2 separate regions of the Gossypium hirsutum genome follow, and region 1 is linked to region 2. Evidence: chromatin contacts called from public Hi-C data. All regions are on one chromosome and are shown on one strand. Each heading gives the region's core, a stretch centred on a gene start, on an enhancer-like site or on the middle of the called end of the contact. The rest is flanking DNA. Distances are from core to core; before and after follow the strand shown.

Evidence for each region. A called contact is a pair of places that touch in the nucleus more often than the background predicts.
Region 1: a Hi-C map of leaf shows a contact between it and region 2, with 3 times the contacts expected there. The contact joins the promoter of LOC107892277 here to the promoter of LOC107892288 in region 2. A contact is called at or near these places in 3 of 34 Hi-C or Micro-C datasets (all in leaf).

What each region holds. Positions count from the first base shown.
Region 1 is chrD09:8,627,016-8,630,417 of Gossypium_hirsutum_v2.1, reverse strand. LOC107892277 (DNA (cytosine-5)-methyltransferase DRM1) reads right to left here and starts at 1,815. Exons shown (of 12, transcript XM_016817310.2): 1 at 1,635-1,815; 2 at 1,361-1,404; 3 at 1,025-1,162; 4 at 468-567; 5 at 346-392; 6 at 87-186; 7 at 1-8. The coding sequence starts at 1,363.
Region 2 is chrD09:8,148,383-8,152,217 of Gossypium_hirsutum_v2.1, reverse strand. It overlaps LOC107892288 (carbonic anhydrase, chloroplastic), which reads left to right and starts at 2,546. Exons shown (of 10, transcript XM_016817321.2): 1 at 2,546-3,077. The coding sequence starts at 2,886.

The DNA.
Region 1 (3,402 bases), core at 566-3,065, 480 kb before region 2:
CCCCTCTCCTGAAAATATAGACATGACCACAGATAAAGCAATAGAGGTCAAAAGTGATGTCTAATAAAATGAGAAAGGACTATTACCATTTTCTTGAACCGCTTTGAGAACCATTTCTTCAGAGAATCCCATCCCAACAAAATGATCAATCAACTTGGAATTGGAAGAACTAGCCAACGAGCTTGCCTGCATGCGAAAAAGAGAAATCAAGAACTTATTATGAAATCTGCACACTAACACGTCAGTAATTTAACAGTAACAGTTCCACCACAAAAGCCGCAGCAGCTCTCTATCATCAAGGGGTGTGTAACTAATAAGCATCTTTAAATAGGATGTACAACTCACAGAATACTGAAGGAGAGCTTCAAGTATCAAATTTGAATTCTCCTCTCCTGGACAATAGGAAAGCAGGATTATAAAAGAGTTAAAAACTTGTGCTCTAAGTAGTAAAGACCTAGAAGCTTTACCATTTTCCTCAATTGCTTTCGTAACAAGTTCCTGGGAGAACCCCATCCCAACAAAATGATCAATTAACTTGGAATTCGGAGAATCTGCAGACGAGCTCACCTTGAGACAATAAAAGTTAACCGTGAGTTCGTTTTGACATTAATTTGTCCCTTAGCTATTATATGCCAGGAAAAAGATATATGTAAGTACAAGAGAGAAGATTAATTGTTTGCAAACACAGGTATTTGAATAACTGGGATAGACACAAAAGTAAAAAGGCTTGATCTTAGTGAATGCATACATATTCATTGCTATGGAGGCTAATCAATGAAATTTAAGCCAGGGACATTGGTAATGTCATCAACTAAATAAAGCAGTGCATGAAAGGGAGATGCGAAACTACAGTGACCTCCAGAGAAAATTCCCATAGGAACTCATCAATTAATATCTATAATGTTTCTTTGGAAATTAAAAATGAAAGAAAACTTCATCGTAGATAATTTTCATAATCATTAAAACGATTTGCATGTTAAAATTTCCAGAATGCCATGTGATGCAATTATGCATGGGCAAGTACCTCTGCTGTGCCTAAAACAGCTTCCCCATTGGTAAGTGACACTCCTGAGCGAGAGGCGATTGCATAATTATCAATTTCCAGCTCATCTTCGGTATCCCAGTCAAAATTATCAGCATCACCACCAGAACCATTTTGATCCTACAAAAATTACAAAACCACACACACATTCATAATATCAAATACAATATATATAAGATTAAATAACTAAAGAATTTTCATTTCTTTTAGCCAACTGACAGCCTAGTGCACAAATGAGAATTTTTAGAAAAATACAGGAAGAATATTACGACGACACATAACATTAAGGAATAAAAAAGTAATAGAACTTGACAGTACCATTTTCCTTGAGCTATAGTACAGCCCAAGAACAGTTTCTTAACCTGTAAAAGAAACAATGAAAACTTATCAGAACTCCGTTACCCGGACTCGGCAATTAGGGGTGCCGTACCAGTGTCGACACGATCCGACACGGATTTCCGACACTGAATACGAGATCAGATCCGGCGGAAACCGACGGACACGGCAGCGGGAGAACTGAGAGGAGAAGAAAAAAACAGGAGGAGAAAAAGGAAAGAGAATGGAGGAAAAGACAAAGAAAGAAGAAGGATACACGGCAGCAGCGGCGATCGTCGACGAGTTCTGACAAAGAAGTTACCGGTGGAGGAAAAGAAATAAAATATACATAGGGGAAGCCCCAACGGCGGTAACGGAGAAGAAGAGGAAACGAGGAGCTGTGGGTTCAGTTTTCACAGGGTTTTTCAATTTTTTTCTATAATGATATTGTGTTTGAAAAGTCACCTATGTAATTATTTATAAATTTTTATAATAATTTATTGAAAAAATATGAAAAAATATATTTAATTAGAAAAAAAGTGTTATAATTCTTTATTTATAAAAATATTATATTATTTCTTTTTATATTATAAATAAAAAGGGAATCGGAATTCTTGAGGGGCAGTGAAAAGTAAAGTAGATTAATAAATAAATAAAATCTAACGCAGTTAAAATTTGCAGCAGTTTTCCGTTTTCCTCTGTAGGTAGCATGGAATAATCGTGCCACTGCGAGGTCGTTGGAGTTCAGTTATAAACTAGTTATCCTTCTAATTAAATTAAGTTGTTTTAAATTTAAATTCAAAATTTTTTTAAAAAAGTGAACACCCAATCAATAAATTAAAATTTATGTTTATTTTTATAAATTGTATTGATAATTCAAATTCAAATTAATTATCAAAATTCATGACGATAGATAATTACTTAATTTTAAAAATACTATTAAATTATCTAATATATATTACTTTTCATACACACGCATGTGAGATTATCATTTCCCCACTTTAGTTGAGAGTTGACGAGACCGTATAGATGGAAGTGAAAGTATCGAATCTCGGGCCTGTTTGGCTGTTGAATTGAAATTATTGGACGCCATGGACGCTATTTGATTTTTAAAAACTCCAATTTTTGAACTTAAAACTTATTATTTGTTTATGTTAATATTTTTTATGTTTTACATAAAAATTTTCCACAACTGTCCTAATTTAATGCTAGTTTAATAATGCTTTTAAAAAATATTTTTGAGAAATGGTTTGAAAATTTTGGTTTGGTATTGTTATTAAAAAATACTTTTCAGAAATAAAATATCTATTTTAGATATGGTATTATCGAGTAACAGATATGCATTTAAATCATGTTTAAATTAGTTAGTATTATTATATTTTAATAAGAATATAAAAAATAATTTATTATAACTTGTGGTTAATATTTTAATATATGAAATATAAATTTTAAATATTTTTAAGCAATAAATATTAATTATTTATAAAATTTAATTAGAATATATAAATTATATTGTGAATATTTAAATAAAACTATTTAATATTAACACATTTTTATTATTTTAAAAAAAGAATTTATTTTAATTAATGAATTTAACATATGTGAAATTAAGTACCAAGAAAAAAAGAAGAAGGAAAAGTAATATGTTGTTGGAGGGGTGAAAAAATAATTAAGCACCAAAAATACTTTTAGGATAAAAAATGCTTTTCAAATGTGCTTTTTAAAAAGTCAAAAATTTCAATCAAAGGTAACTTGTTTAGCATAGTTTTTTTTTTCAAAAATGTTTTTCAAGCTAAAAATATTTTTTTAAGTATTACTAAACAAGCTCTTAGTCAAGGACAAAGACATAAAAAAATTTTTAGGGAAGTCGAAATTATATTTTAATTTTTACGATAATAAAAATGTAATTTCATCATTTGAATACATCTTTATATTTTTAAAATGATTAAATAGAAATTTTATCATTTTTAGGGAGGATTAAAGTACAATTTTAACTTTATTAATTTAAAAATTTTCAAAAATAAATTGTCTAAATAAAAAAAAAT
Region 2 (3,835 bases), core at 1,297-3,796:
TCCCAATATCTGAGGATGAGTGTCATTAGTATCAACTCAGATAATCGATAATTTAGCCTTGAAGGAAGAAGGTGAGTTCAAAATTATCATATTATTTACTTTATATTTAGTAAATCAAACATTTTGAAAAAATTATTAGATTATCGAAATTATCAATTGATAAAAGCATTTTGAAAAAAAATTATTAGTTAAAATGCACCCTTACTTGATATCTAATTCAAAAGATGCAAACGTTTGAGACTTCATCTTTACTTTTCTTCCATACATCATAGGGTTTAGGTAAGGAATTGTGGTAAAAATCGTATTGAGATTCAAGGTTTATGTCATTGAATTTATATGATTGGCCTAGTGATTAAGCGTTGTTCATCAATTGAATTCATTAGGGTTTGAATATCCAGGAAAGCAAAGTGTTTAGCTCCTACCTTTTGGTTGTAGTGTGTATGTGGTGTGAGTATATTTCTATCGAAGAAAAAAAAGTTTATGATGCCATTTACTTTAGTATCCATAAAGTCTTAAGTTTGAATTCCAAAACTCGAAAGATTGAAACTCTTTTATTTTTTAAGTTTCATTTTTTTCCTTGTAAAATAAAAAGATTGAATTTTGATTCAATATACAATTTGATATATGGACTTTAATTTGGTGCAATTATGCGCAAGAAATTTTGATTGTGGTTCAAACGTATACATGAAACTTTAATTTTGACTCAATCATAAACATTTGAAGAAATAAATACATCAAATTGTTTTTAATTGGATAATTATAGTTATTTATGTATGCAATATATAAACATAAAATAATGATATATCAATAATTATGTTAATAATTTGTGAGAATTAGATTAAATAAAAAATTATGAATTAAATTTTACAAAATCAAAATTAATATATAAAATTACACATTAAACCAAAGTCCATATATAATTTTGAGATTTATCTCCTTATTTAAAAATCGAATCCCAATATTTGAAAAACCAAAACCTAGCAAATGGCATAGCTAGAAAGGAGACAAAAAATTCAAAACAAAATCTCAGAAAAACAGCAGATGAGCCATGTCTTAAAGATAGGGCCTTATCTCCATGAAACTACCCATATTCACCCATCATCTCCTTTTCTCTACCACCATTGCTTTTTCTTTTTTTTTTCTTCTTCTTCCTATGATCATTATCCCAACCTCTTTTTATATGCATACATGTTTTGCTTTTTTGCTTTTTTAAATTTAATTTTTTATTATGGAGATGGAATATTGTAACAAATAAATGTCATAAACATCAATGTGGTTTATGGTGTTTATATCATGAATGAAAATTAATGTGGGTCATTAATGTTCCAATATTTATACATTCACCTATGACTTCCATCAACCATTTATTTTAAAAAATAAAAATAAATTAGCAATAAAAGAAAAATGGGTTATAAAGAAAAGTTGTGGGAGGATATTGTATGGTTTGAATCCATGGATTTGGTGCGTTGTTCTAGTATTCATTATCATCAAATGAAAAATGTGTGGTTGAAAAATAAAAAAAATAAAAGAAATTATCTGGGTGAATTTTTTATATTTCACAAATAGTTAAATAACACATATATGTAGGATATATCAAAAAATATAAAAAAGAAGTTTTTAATAAACATGTGATAATCTTTTAATTTCACTAGTGATTTTTTTAAAACAATGTTATTATAAGTTCTGATCATATCTGCTTATTTTGATGTAATGTTTAGAATTATCTCTAGTCCCTATCCGACTCATAAATAGGAGGATAATGCGCTTCAGCGCATTTGAACCCACGTCTAAATAAAAACAAAGTGTGTAAGTGTGTGTGTGTTTTTTTTGTATCATGAAAATGCAATATATCAAATTTTCAAATACAAGATTCACCATAATCATACCAGCAAAAACAAAGTCTAAATAAAAATGCTAAAGTTCTGATTAATATTCAAGAATTTCAAGATTATAAATATAATTGATCCTAATTTCTTTGATGATTTGTATTTATCAACTTCTAAAAATTATTACCCAAATACGATGTCAGGAATCTTATACAAGATCAAGGTATAAAATCATTCAATAAATAAAAAAACTAAAACTTGCTTAAAAATCCTAATCTATCACAAGAAAAGCTACACTCTTAATTTTCTAGAAATTAATCAATAAAACTTGAAAATAAAATAAAAGTTGTTACCAAATTAGGGAGACTCACTTGAACGTATAGAAAGATTGAATTTGTTCTGTAAAATTTCTAGAGAGTATGTGAGAGTATAAAAAAAATCGAGAGAAAATTAGTAACGAGTATTAGAAGAAAATAAAATAATATTTATTATTTTATAAAAAAATGTTTTTAATCATTTCCCAATTGAAGTAATGTCTAATTAACTCATGACATCAATTCAAACAGGCACATCATATATCGAATAAATATAAATATTTATTTATATAAATTTAATATAAAATAATAAAAATACTCTCAAATAATATTTATTTAACGGGTGAACCAACCCAATGAAGTAATAAATATAAATGTTTTTGCAGTTAGATGCAATAACTATATAGTGGGAATCCAAGCAAAAAGTGGCAAATGAAGACCACAAAAATCATGGGTTTACTATACGTGGAGAAAGGTCGTTGCATGCAAGTCCCAAACATGCACAAAAACAAATAAAAATATAAAAAAATCGAAGGATGAACAAACTTTTTTATTATTTTTTTTCAAAAAAGAAAAATGAAAAATTGAATCTCCAACGTTCAAACCTAATCTACAACAAGTAGAAGCTCTCATTCACCAACCTTTCGCTTTCATTATCGCTTTTGAAGACACTGAAGAAATTTATATGTGATGAAAATTATGATATAAATTTCCAACTAAATTGTATCCATCATTTTGCGTGGCAATGTCGACGGCTTCTATCAACGGTTGGTGCCTTACCTCCTCTTCTTCCACCACTACCACCTCCTCTTTTTCCGCTCGTCGACGACCTACATTGCGGCCTTCAGTCGTCGCTAGCCTTAACTCTTCTCCTTCTCCTCCGACTCTTATCCAAGACCGCCCGGTTTTTGCTGCCCCTATTCCTTTGCTCACCCCGGTATACATTTTTTTTTCTTCTTCTTCTTTTTTTTTTAAAATAATTAATAATATATCTATGATTTTGCATTAATGAATTCTTTGTCTTTGATTAAGTGATTTCGGTGAAAATGCAGCAATAGAGAAAAAAAAAAGTGAAAAGTTCTCTTTTCCCACGTTAAGTTCTTTCTTGTAAAATAAAAAAAGGTTAAATTATGATTTTGATCCCTTATCATAATTGGGTTTGAAATTTAGTCACTAAACTTTAATTTGGCTTGATTTAAGTCTTCTACTCTTATAATGTGATTAAATAATCAAAATTGTTAAACTATTCAAGTAAAAATGCTCGCGTAATTAATTTACCTTTTTCAACACAAAATTTTCATATTAACATAATGAGATCTTATAAAAGTGAAATCTTTAGTTGCATGATAAAAGTCAATGATGTTAACTATCTGGACTCATTAATAACTTCGTAAATGGGCTATATGCACTAAAGCCCAAACATGAGTATAGTAGAGGGCCTAAACAAGAATTTAACCAAAAGCAAATCATTATTTAAAAACACAAAATAAAATAGGTTTTTAGTAAATTGAATTTGAATTATATCCCAATTCTCATATTTTACTCTTCTTTTTTTGATAAAAATAGTGTATAAATTAGAAATTTTATTTCAATTAATGTAAAGAAAATGTATAACGTCCAATAATATATACATGCGACATGACATACGTTCTTATTTAATGATATTAAAAGAATCAATTTACTATAAGTGATATT